Linked DNA regions of Gossypium arboreum: regions 2 and 3 are each linked to region 1. Evidence: chromatin contacts called from public Hi-C data. All regions are on one chromosome and are shown on one strand. The core of a region is the stretch at or near the end of the contact, and the rest is flanking DNA. Distances in the headings are between cores, read along the strand shown. Region 1 holds the start of LOC108487004. Region 2 holds the start of LOC108472587 (membrane-associated kinase regulator 5-like). Region 3 holds the start of LOC108470652.

Evidence for each region. Hi-C and Micro-C count contacts between places; a contact is called where the count stands out from the background.
Region 2: a contact with region 1 is called in a Hi-C map of leaf, with 4 times the contacts expected there. The contact joins the promoter of LOC108472587 here to the promoter of LOC108487004 in region 1. A contact is called at or near these places in 2 of 5 Hi-C or Micro-C datasets (both in leaf).
Region 3: a contact with region 1 is called in a Hi-C map of leaf, with 2.9 times the contacts expected there. The contact joins the promoter of LOC108470652 here to the promoter of LOC108487004 in region 1. A contact is called at or near these places in 2 of 5 Hi-C or Micro-C datasets (both in leaf).

What each region holds. Positions count from the first base shown.
Region 1 is chr11:81,819,444-81,823,495 of ASM2569848v2, reverse strand. It overlaps LOC108487004, which reads left to right and starts at 2,785. Exons shown (of 12, transcript XM_017791197.2): 1 at 2,785-2,889; 2 at 3,002-3,058; 3 at 3,282-3,372; 4 at 3,652-3,871. The coding sequence starts at 3,004. LOC108487249 (pentatricopeptide repeat-containing protein At4g21190) reads right to left here and starts at 367. Exons shown (of 6, transcript XM_017791544.2): 1 at 214-367; 2 at 1-28. The coding sequence starts at 27.
Region 2 is chr11:81,136,516-81,140,816 of ASM2569848v2, reverse strand. It overlaps LOC108472587 (membrane-associated kinase regulator 5-like), which reads left to right and starts at 2,827. Exons shown (of 3, transcript XM_017774132.2): 1 at 2,827-4,054; 2 at 4,149-4,217. The coding sequence starts at 3,142.
Region 3 is chr11:80,899,722-80,904,413 of ASM2569848v2, reverse strand. LOC108470652 reads left to right here and starts at 3,188. Exons shown (of 7, transcript XM_017772036.2): 1 at 3,188-3,717; 2 at 4,197-4,226; 3 at 4,684-4,692. The coding sequence starts at 3,559.

The DNA of each region.
Region 1 (4,052 bases), core at 1,536-4,035:
TGGCAGAGCATATCCACAACAAAGCATCCTGATATAATGCAAAACCAAAAGGAAAAAAAGAAAGAAATTTTGATTAATTGTGGTTGCCATCCACTAAACAATTTTATTGCTTCAAGAAAATCTTAAAAGAAATGCTTAAACTTATATATTCCAGCATTTTCTCAGCAACCAAACGCAATTGCTTAAACGAGACAGAAACTGAAAGAGGAATACCGGTTATTTCTTGAGGGTTTAAGAAACAGCAAATTTCAAGGTTGAGTCTCGAGAGTTTGCTTCAGCGTTGTAGATGGAAGATTTTTTCTTTCCTTTTTTCCCTTGGTTTCGGCTTTTTTCCCGTTTCTTCTTATTTCCTAATTGCCCAAACAATAAGAATAAATAAATGGTTAAAATCTGTCTATAGTCCTGTACTTTTCAAAATTTAGAAACTTAGTCCCTGTCCTTATATTTCTAGGAATTTAGTTGCTGTTGATATTTCAAAATTCAAGTTCAACTCATTATTAATACTAGGGGGTGAGCATTTGGTCGAATCGAATGAAAAAATTTCGAGTTAATCAAGTTGACGAATCATATTTTATCATTCTAATTTGATTTGAAATTTTCTCGAATCGAGTCAAGTAAGATGGAATTCGAATCGAATCGAATCAAATATATTTGTTTGAGTTAAATTTTAAAAAATAATTTTGGGTCCTTATAACCACTATCACCTACCGTAATAAAATTTGTCCACCGTAATCAATTTTTTTATTAACTTTCATCACCTTATAATTTATTTATTAATCTTTTATATACGGGTTATTTTTTGTTTGCTTGGTTATTTCAATTATCTTCATATTCTTGTCACTATGTATTTTAGAATTAAAAATATATTAAATATAAAATGTGATTTTTAATAAAAGTTATTTTAAAGATAAAATGTGAAATTGATACTAATATAAAATTTTAACACGAATACTAAACAATTTAATAATATAAATAATATAAAATGTGAAATTTAATTTAATAATATAAATAGTAGATATAAATAAAATTATTACTATTTATATTTAGGAATTTTCTTTTTAGATAATTTTGATTTTTATTTAAGAGTAAAGGGTGAGAAGTAAAAGTTTAGGAGGAAAATAAAAGTTTTGGAAAATAAAAGTTTGAGGAAAGTAAATAGGGTAGTAAAATTTTGGAGAAAAAACATTAAAAAAAATTGGGGAGGGGGGATGGGTTTGGGGTAAACGGGGGTGGTATGAGAAGGGAGTAAAAGTTTTAGAGGGTAAATGGGAGAGAGTAAAAATTTTAGGGGAAAATAAAAAGTTTTGAGGGTTTTTGGGAGTAAAATTTTGAGAAAAAGTAAATGAAAGAGTAAAATTTTAGTGGGAAATGGATTTTGGGAAGATGGGGGGTTGGGATGGGAGGGGAGTAAAAGTTTTGGTGGGAAAATGGGAAGGAGTAAAAGTTTTGGGAGTTTAGGGTAAAAATGTAAAATATTATAGTTTGATATTTCGTTTATTCGAATTATTCTAGTTATTCGAATTCAAAAACTTAACTCGATTCGAATTCGAAATTCGAAAAAGAAAATCAAATTGATTCGAATAACTCGATTTGTTTAACTCGAAATTTGATTTTTTTTTGTTTTTTTAATCGAATCGAGTTTTGCTCACCCCTAACTAATACTGTTAAATTTTTTTTTATAATAACCTAAATTTAAAAAATATATTATAATTAACATGAATTTAACAAAAAAAAAGTGTAAACAATTACGCCTGAATATTGAAATCTGAAAAGTAAAATGACTAAATTCTTAATTTTTAAAAAATACATGGGCATAGGTAGAGGTGTTTATGGGCCAGGCTGGATTCAAGCTAGGTCCAACCGGAACTTTAGCTCGGGTTAGGCTTCACCCCAAAAATGGGCCTAAAATTTTGTCCAAGCTTGATTTGGATAAAAATGCTAAAACTTGAGTTTGACTTGGCTGTATTAATTTTTTTATATTATTATTTTATATAATTTTTAAAAATATATAACACATCAAAATATTAAAATATTAAAATAAATGTTTCGAACAAATTGAAAAAAATTAAAAAATATTTATACTTAACTAATATCAAGATAGGTGCAACTTAATAAGTAAATCTTGAGTTATACAATATTCAAAAATAACAAGAAAATAGCAACATAATAGTAAAATAATAACAAACAAGTGAAAAAACAAGAAAATAGAAACGAAACAGTAAAAAACAACAATTTTTTTTTTGCATAGTCGAGTCAAGCTTGGGCCAAAAAAGCTTTACTCGAGGCTCTACCAATTTTCTAAACGGGTCTCTTTTTTTCCCAAGTCCAATTTTCGAGTTTATCTTTTTATCCAAACCCTCCCACTTTTCGAGCAGGGCTTTGGGACTGGGTGACTCGGCCCATGAGTAGGTTTAGACATACACACATTTTAACTTAAATAAATAAATAGGCTTATTTATTTTTTGTCAAAATATATTGTTAATATTTTTACTCTAATAAAATTTAAAATTTAGTTGTTATATTTAAAAATAAAAATTTAATTTTTATAAAAAATTAATTTAAAAATCTAGTCTTATTATTAAGTTATCTTTAGTTTTCCCAAAAAATTGTTAACTTAGTATTTTGAGTAAATATCCTCATATGAAGTTGTATATGACTGACAAAAAATTAAATATATTAAATTAATAAATTTTGATAAAATTACCAACAACAATCATAATTATGTCAAAATATAAGGACTAATAGCATATTTTAACCTTTTTTTTTCCCCTCCCGCATAACATTATTTAGAATTTACATCCAGTTATATTCGACAACGTGTACGGTTGCAGGCAATACAATATCTCATTCGCCGCAGACGAACTCTACCCATATACCTCATCTTCTCAGGTTAGCTCTTCGAAGAGAATGGACGCTTTATGCATCACCAAACCAGCCTAATTAATTTTCTGTCTTTTTTTTTTCCTTAATTTTTTTTAAATGATGTTGATGATTGAATCAGCTATGGCCGTCCGATTTCCCGCCGCAACCAATTTCTGCTCCTCCTCCGCCTTGCACAGTAGCTCCTCCCTATCCTTCTCCTTCTCTCTTTTACATTTTCGAATATCATAAACAACTTCTAAAAAAAGCTGAATTACAGATGCAGTTCAACTTCACTGTGCTGCAACGATCGGCTATATGTTTAGTTTTTTATTTTAAAATTTTCTTGCATTTTCACGGCTGCCAAATTGAGACTTAACTTCCTTTTTTTGGTATATATTGTGCATGTACTGTTTGAGTAGATTATCGTCCTATGTGCAGCTCCGGTGAGGTTACTAGTTGCCACGTCTCCTGCCGCCGGCTGTTTCGGCATGGCAGCTTTGGCATAACTTGGTATTATGTTCAATTCATATTTTCCTTTTGCTAGTTGTTATCTTTCGGGGTTTTTCTTTTTCTCTTCTGAATTTAAATTTTATCTTACTAGCTTATTTTTAGACTCCAAAAGAAAAGAAATATGGAATGGTGAATTATCAATAAAATATCATAAATTGGTTCAAGTCTAATCCTAAAAGGGGGAACTTTTTTTTGGGGGGATTTTTTTTTTTCTTTTTGTAATATGTTCTGCAGATAAAGAGTAGTAGTTATGATTGTTAAGGCTAGAGTTGTTTGCAGGAAAGGATTTCGAAGAGTAAATAGAGCTTCCCTTTCGAGAAGGACCCTCGTAAAGAATAACATTCGGGCAACTACCGAGCATTTAGGCTCAGCATCCGATCCTGCAAAGCATAATGGAAGGTCGCATTACCATCCGTTTGAGGATATTGGTGAAGCTACATCTAAAAAGAGCAATGATGCTACACTCACAGCTGCAGAAACCTCTAGGACGATCATTGAGGTATCGCATTTATTGTTCATTACTGAATCAACATCCATAGGAATGGCTTTAATGTAATGAATATGTTTGAACATGGTATTCTTTTCTGTTATTGTTGAAGAAAAGTAATTTAGATGTCTTTTCTGCAATTTGGTTTGGTTAACACTTGGAAGATGTACTCTTATGCTTCAATTCCTGCTTC
Region 2 (4,301 bases), core at 1,578-4,077, 680 kb after region 1:
TAGAGAATCGATCAAGAATGATGGAAAAGATAATAAAATTAGCTAGAAGAAATTGGCACAGAAGAAAGTATGGGCTTCGAGATTTTGGCTTTTTATGGCAATGGCTATGAAGGTTTTTAGGAACATTTGAAGCAAAAGATGGAGATGCACAGGTGGTTAGAGAGATTCGGCTATGGAGGAAAAGAAGAAAAAGAAAAAGTTGAAGAGGAGAGGAAAAAAGAAAGAAGAGGAGAATGGTCAGCAAACGGCACAACTTTCCCCCCTAATGCCGAATTTATACTGGCACTTAACCTAGCTGAATTTTGCCCCCCAAAAGAAACCCTTGGCTGGCCAACTCTTGCTCCTCAAGAGTCCACTATTCGGCCATCACTACTCTCCCCAATTAGCTCCTAAATCCTCTACCTTATCCCCTCCTTACTCAATCCCTTGAGCAATTTAAACTCCTCCTGACAGTCTTTCACTTAGGTTCCATTACTTACCTTTTCTGCACATAAAAATTAATATCACTAATTTGCTTACCTTACGACTCGAACCTTAGCTCTCCTTGGTCATCCACACGCCACCTCTCAAGCCCCCAAGTGACGCCACAAGCCAACTTACCACGGGCTTCCTTGTGTTTTATTTTACCCAACTAATACCTTAAAGCCCAGCTAACCAGAACCCCTTTTTCTATAGAATTAAAATTAACTAAAATTACCAGATTTAACTTAAACTTGGGCCTTCTAGAGACCCACTAACCTGATTAAATCTATGCCAAGCAGACAGAACACCAAAATTTAAAATTTGCCAACGCTCACAGAATTCCCGAACATTGGGGCGTTACATAAATGCACTTACACTGTGATTGACATATGAATAAAGTTGAGTAATATTTGTTATTATGCTTCGGTTTGTCTTGGGGGTGTATACGCATATGCCATGCATATATAATTTGTAAAATAGGTTTAATAGATTAAATTATATGGAGTACATGTTGAGTATGTATTGATAGTAAAATAGTTATTTAATAAATAACTTATATATATACAATATTTGTATGCGGTTATGCATTTGATAAATTTTAACTTAAATTAAATGATGAACTTGTTATTATTTAAATGTTTAGTATGATATTATTGATTATTTTTGAATTGGTTATGCTATATATGCTAAGAGGCATAATGCCCTGTAATATGCCTTAAGTGGTTAAACCTGCATCTGTATAGAATTAAGAAATAAAATCTTTAATTTCTATTATAGCATTCGATTAAAGTGAACAACCTGTGATTTCTAAATGTAATATGTTTATATTTAATTTGTTATATGCTTTACTTGTATATAGGAATATGACTTGTGATAAAATGGGAATGCTCAAAACTGTGTTTATGTTCAGTAATGCCTTGCGACCCTAGTCCGGCGACGAATATGGGTTAGGGGTGTTACAGGCAGTCAATCCAATTGGTTTCTAACCAAATCATATTACAAGCCCAACGAGCACATTACTCATACAACTAGGCATGCTCTACATTTAGCAGTAACTTTCACAAGGCTTACTCTTCACTTGCTATAATATTTTCTTAATAATGGAATATTCTAAAGTAAAATCTTTAATTACTTCTACGACGGATACTTTATGCCAATTCTTACTCGTTACAAGACTGCAAATGAGCGAACTACATTACGCTAGACAAATGTCTTTACACCTACATGCCTTCTAATTAGATTCGCCAAATTTGAGGTGTGACAAAACTTGGATACAGGTTTTGCTGAATGAGCTACGCAGGCGTTTCTTTGCAAGTAATCTTCATGATTGGGTTAAGTTTAATATACTTAGTCCTTCTAAACTAGTTATGGGCGAGGTTTTTTGGTCGAGATTATTTGGTTTTAATAGCCTAGAGAATATGGAAAAATTGGAATCTTTTCATCTTCCAAGGGGTTCCTTAGAAAGCAAGTGACATTGTTAAGAATTCACAAACTTGGGCAAAACAATTTGCTTTTTTTCATAGGAAGGATCTGTTTAGACAGCAGATGTCAGGGTCGGGTCATTCATTCATATGGCGGAGATTTGGAATAAATTATGCACTAATGGTGCGTTACAATTTGTGTCCAGAATTGTTGCAACAGAGGGAGTATTAAGGTATGGAAATGGGGATTGGATTATGGGATATAATATATTTTTGGATGAATATTCGATCTTTGATGTTGAATTGTGGGGCATCTTCGATGGGATGTCCCTTATCCAAGATAAACAATTTGAGGGCATCATGATTCAAGCATATAGTTTGGCGTTGGTTAAGACTATTCAGGATTCCTCCTTCATTGATTCAAACTCTATCCTCATTAGAAGAAATCATCAACTTTTAGCAAATATTAGGGATCGGGTCATGCAACACATTCCCAGGGAGTTAGATGAAATTATTGATTGTATGGCTAAATTAGCTTTTAATACAGGTCAAAATATAATGGTATTTGAAGAGATCCCAAGGAAAGTGTTAACAATCTCTTTTATTGTGAAAGCAAATGTTAACTTTATTAAAAATTCTCCATGCAGTTAATTTGTATTAAGTTTTTATTAAAAAATTCTATTGAATTTCGATCCCACATTAAATGTTACTCAAAATAATATATAAAATTCAAATAGAAGAATGTAATTGTAAAATCTGAGTTTAGCTAAAATATAATATAAGATTACCTAAACCAATGTGAGGTTAAAAAACACAAGACAAACGGTTGAAAAAGAAAATATTAAAATATCATAATGATGATGATGGAGAATGCGCGTGGGGTTGAAAAAAATGAACTGACAAGTGTTAAGGGCTGTAAAAAAAGGCTGCTCAGCCCAATGGCTCAAAGTTTGAAAATCGCAAGACTACTAAAACTATAAACTTTTTCAGTCATTACATTGCATTTTTTTGCGAAGTGTTGTCGCTCTTTCACACTCTCGCAAGCTCCGTCACTTGCTCTGAACCACCACTGCTATTCCATGAATACCACGCAAGTTAAAACAAGCAAACTTGAACTTATAAAGCTTACTTCACTCACTGCTCACCCTTGAAACACTATTTTCAACTTCTGTTAACAGCAAGCTAAAAGATTAACCCCCTCCCCCTCTAAAAGTTCTTTCTTTTGTTTCTCTCTCTCTGTCTTTGCTTGTCCGTTACCATGGAAGCTCTTAATTTCATCAGGTTTTGGAGACCTAGCAATGGTGGTCACAAAGAGAATCGAGCTCAACCATGTGGTGGTAACAGCAGCACCACCGAGGTTCCAAAGGCTTTGATTGCTTCAGATCACGAGTTGGATGAAGGGGACGACTCTTTCTTCGATTTGGAGCTTCCTGTGCCTGAGTTTTGCCACAAGGGAAATGTTGATGGCAACTGCCGTGAAGAAAACGGTGTTAATGGCGACAAGAGATTTGACTCCAAGGAAGAACAACCTCGTTCTTTTTCTCCCAATGATAACTTCTCCAAAAGAAAAATCATCCCAATTGAGACAAGCTCCAAGCCTCAATACCCCATAGCTTTGTTAAAATCAGCTCCAAAATTTCGAGTCTTTACCTTGAGGAAGTCGAAGTCAATGGCAAATAGCAGTAGCACATTAGAAGACAAAGCTGAATTGATTGGTATTTCTATGAAGACCCCAAAGCATGAAAAACAAGGTAGCAACAAGCATCTCAAAGCTAATATCAAAACGGATAAGTCTTCAAACTTCCCGATCTTCACCAGGGAAAGTAGCTCCCGGAAAATCAAAGGGAAAACAGAGGACGATTTTTCAAAGAGATTGTTGAAAGATCTGATGCAAAAATACTTGAATAAAATCAAGCCATTGTCCAAAAGGAACAGTCTAAGTGACAAGATAAGAGTCTCAGGTGTGTTACCGATGTCATCTCCGGCAACGGAATTCTCCATGAAGGAGAAACAAGGGAATCTTAGAGGGGTTTGCAAGCTATTGGGAAAGAGTAGATCAACCTCGTCTGCGTCATCGTCCATTAGTAGGAGAGACGATTCTCTGCTATTGCAGCATGATGGGATCCAAAGCGCCATTTTGCATTGCAAGAAATCTTTGAACTCGTCAAGAGGTGCTAATTATTAGCTAATTAATTTGTGTTTAAATTAATCATAAACTTTAGGCATAATTCGATCCTTAGCTTGTTTTCCTTGTGTTGGCAGCAGAATCTTCTAGGTTATCGAGATGTACAAGTGATTCTTCACAGGAGAAGTTAAGCAATGCATCTTCTACAGGTATAGTTAAAATCGTCTTAAATTTCTAACTAGTATACCGTTTACGCTAATTTGTGAGCGTTAAAAAGTCTTAAGCGCTGATTG
Region 3 (4,692 bases), core at 1,939-4,438, 920 kb after region 1:
TCAACTATACTATCATCTTTAATTCATCTAAACACAAAATTTCATCTCATGAACACTTGACCGAATTTTTCCTAATCTAGCATGGCTTCACATCTATTTGTAACATCCTATAAATCCACATATACCACATTTCTACATAAATTTTCTTTCACTTTTCCACTACTTCCATTCACAACATCAAAAGCACCATACTCTTAGCCTTTACCTCTTCCTAACCATATGCCATCTAAGTACCCCTTTAGGTAGAAAATTAACATATGGGTTGTAATAAGACATTGGCTACTAACTAGATTTTCACAAGAATTTAGTAAAAGTAACATAAATCCTACCTTAATCAACCCCTTTTGAGTTGGCCGGATGTCTAGAGCATTTCTTCCTTCCTTCTCCTAACTCACGGCAATTGCAAAATAAAAAAGAAAGAAGATGAATACTCCCTCTTCCTTCCTTATTTTATTCATCTTTTCTTTTTAATTCCTTTTTTAATTTATTTTAATTGTTAACTAATAAAAGAATTGCATTGAAATTCAACCTAGTAGATGGGGCATCATGGCTTGGCGGCCACTACTTGGGTTTTTGGGCAATTTGACATGCAAACCCAAGTTTCCTCACTTTGTTATTATTTGATCCTTACATATTCCCCTATCATATTTTCTTAAGTTCTCAACTAAGTCAATCACATGAAATTCACATTCATAAGTCTAAATTAAAACATCAAATTTTCACACATGCACTAATACACATAGAGGATATGCAACCAAATTTTAAATAAATTTTGGGACTCGGTCTTGTGGCCCCGAAACCACATTCCGACTAGGGTCGAATTAGGACTGTCACAATGAAGATGAGTTCTCTATATAATGTTAAGTCTCTATGTAATGTTAAGTTGGTCTATAATGTCCGCCCATGTGTTATGTAAATTGGTGTATTAAATTTGTCTATGTTCTGTGAACGTCATTGGGCGTATTATGATTAATATGTGAAACTCCTTCTGAAAGGTTTGATATTATCGTAAGAAATAGTGTGTATGGTTTCTATTTACCTTTGGAACTCACTAACATTGTATGAACTTACTCTGTTATCTTTTCATTCTCAGGTGTGCTGTTTGAAGGAAACCTTTCTATTGAAGGGACTACGCTAGAGCACTACTACTATTGTGAGCTGTCTTTTTTTTCTTGTATCATGCATGACCTTTGGGAGTGGCGTCTAAATGTATTTTTGAAACCAATCTGTATAACGATCTATTATTTTGTTAAGACATTCTTTTTACGAGAATCTTCTTAACTTTCAATGCTTGTATTTGAATTATTATAATTTGTTCACGAACCTATTTATTTGAACTTATCTGCCAAATGAATTAACCCCTATTTTAAAACGCCAGTGATGTACATTGAAACCTTTATAAAGTAATAGCCATTACATGTTTTCTACTCTTAAATTTGAAAAGTTTTACAAGCTTCCACTGAATGATTTGTTTAAGAATTACTCTGATTTTAAATTGTGAGACATCATACTTGGTTTCAATTATCATGCCGGGTTTGGTGCGTTACAAATTTTGTTTAGGTTATGAGAGATAATTTAAGAAGAAAAAATTTAAAAAAGAATTATGTTAGTAATGTGTTATACAGATAAAAGGAGTAAAAAAAATAAGAAATAAAAAGCAAAAGAGAAATACGTATTTTTATTGATCAATTGGGATGTTTACAATATTTTTCAAAATTTATATTTATAGACATAAGAAGTATAAATAAAATAAAACTGTACTTCTAATGAACATTAAAGTCCTAAAATATATCAAATTTATCTTAATATTGATGAACATTCACTTAAAAATAAAATTATTTATAACACAAATATATATTAAGTTCAAAACCTCCTTATATAGTTTTAATCAAATTTAAAATCTTTAAGCATCTTCATAAAAAAAATCTTTTAATGAACACATGCATATAATGGATGTCACTAATAAAACAATCCCATTTCATAAAAAAAGTTTTCAAAAATTCGAGAAAGTAAATAATAAACACATAATTTTTCATAAAAGAACATGACTAACCCACCATAGAGATTATCAGTATTTAAGAAAGTTACAAATCGTTTCTCCAAAACTTGCCCATTATTATTATGATTTATCTAAACCTTTAAATAAGAGGATAATATGTTTCAATACACTCGAACTCATGTCCTCCTATACGTGCAACAATACTAATACAAATAAAACTAAAATTCAATTGACAATACTACTAAGGAATTTTATGTATTTTTAAATTTACTATAATATTTTATTTTTTTTAGTATTAACACAACAATGGCACAATACCTAAATATTGAAAATTAAAAATTAAAAATTAAAATAAATTAATATAATATATAAAATTTAAAAGTTCACATTACCTTTGTGTTAACTATTTAATTATTGGTTGAAAAAAAATCTTAATAAGTGAGTGATCAAATTATAATCTTCTATATGATATTAGACTTGTCCATGAGTCGGGCTATCTAGCTCGATCCGACGGCTTGCTTGAAAAGTGGGATGGTTTGGGTAAAAATATAGGTCAGAAAAATGGGCTTAGACAAAAAATAAGGCCTGTTTAGAAAACAGGCTAAGCTTCGAGTAAGGCTTTTTTGGCCCGAGCCCAGCCCGACCCGACTCGAATATGCAAAAAAAAATTGCTATTTTTTTTAAAACTTTTTTTTGCTGTTTTTTCTTGTTTTCTTCTTCTTCTTCTTCTTCTTCTTTTTTCACTATTTTGATGCCATTTCATAATTTGTTACCTACTATTTTATAGTTATTATTTGGATATTGTGTAACTCTTGTTTTACTGTTAATTTTGTTACTATTTTAGAGGCATTTGCTTTTTTTTTTATTGTTAATTTTGTATATCTCAATGTTATTTAAGTATACATATATATATTTTAATTTGTTGGGAAATATTTATTTTAATATTTTTAATATTTTGATGTATTATATATATTTTAAAAATTATATAAAAAATTAATACGGTCGAGTCGAATCAGGGTTTTAGCATTTTTTTAGACTAAAGTTAAATAAAATTTTAGACACATTTTTCGAGCCAGGTCGAGCCTAGTAAATGAACCTAAAATTTTTATTGGGCCAACCCGAATGGGCTCATGAATACCTCTATATGATATAGTTGATGGACGAAGATATTATAGTTTTGGGCTCTAAGTTAATCTTTAACCAACACCTATTTATCTGGGCCTAGGTTTAGGTCCCTTTGGAGTTTACTGATTCAGGTCTCTGCAATTGCCTGAGAACAATGAAAGGATCCATCCCATCCTAGTATCCAACCCCGAAACCCTTAATTTGAACATGTTTCGATTCGACTTTCTGCTTCGGTTTCATCATCAGCTAAACTTTCAGACATCCAAATCAACTGAGAAACATAAACTTCTGTTATCATCCTCCACCCGGAAAAGATTTAACCCTTTTGTTACTTAGAACCAATTCTTTTTACCACCAAAAGGAAAACCCAAAGCTTCCTCTATTGGTGCTGCTAATTTTGAAGAGAGTGTCTTTTTGTCTTGATTTTATCGGTTATGCAGATACCTAGATGGCGAAACGTGTTTCTACTGAAGAATTCATTGGTTCCACCTTTCTTATCTTCAAAAGCAACGGCTACTGTTGCAACAACCCACGTTGCTTCGTTTCATTCTACGCCTGTTACCTGTGAAAAATGGAAGAGCAAATGGGATTTTGTGAGTTCGGGGAGAGCTTGGATTTCTATTTTTATTTGAATGGCTGTAGATAGGGTTTCTGAAAGTTCAAATCCTTGAATAGCTCTAATTTGTGGCATTTCTTAGATGAAAGAAATAGTCTTGTTCTCTGAGTGCTATGTAAATTAATCTTTAACTTCAAAATTTAATTGAGAAATTTGAGCTTCAATGTTTCATGCTAAAAGTTTCTGCTTGCTGATTGTTATAGATGCTACCGTTGAGATTTATTCTATATTCATTATGTTTAGCTTCCCATATTGTCTCTTCCTGGTTCTGATCAAAGTACTTCATCTTCTATGTGAATAAGTACGCCTACTTGTTTCCTCCTCTGGCCACCACCAGTTGCATAGAATTGAGCTTCAGATGTTTGTAATGCATGAAAATTTTGGTTTAGTAATTCGTATAAATCTGTATGCATTGCTTTTGATGAGAAAATTTAACAATTAACCATATTTTTGCAGGAGGAAAGAAGAACACAACAACCAATTAAGGTATATAGCTTTGGCAGCCTCTATTTATGTAATTATCTGCCTGCATCTTTTAATCATCTTGGTCCTAGTATATCATATTGGCACGTTTTTAGATTGGTAATTTTCTGAAAACTTAGCAGACCAAATTCCAGTTCAAGTTTGTATGCCGAGGATAACCATGCTTGATTGCTAAAACAGCTATCTTATTCATCGTGGACTGGGAACACTCCTAGCAATCTTTTAGTGCAAATAAAATTCTAATGCATCTCACAAAAGGATTCCCCATGATTAATTTTAATGTTCACATTGACCAGGTGATGGGTGTCTTCTAGTAACGGATTAAGATGTTGCTATTTGTTAATTTCATCCTTCCCAAGTAGCTTTGTTATGAACCTTTTGTCTTCTTCTGGCATTTTATTTCTTACTTTATGTGTTCATAAAAAATGGAAATTTTCTGACATTTCAAATATTAATGCAGAATCACATA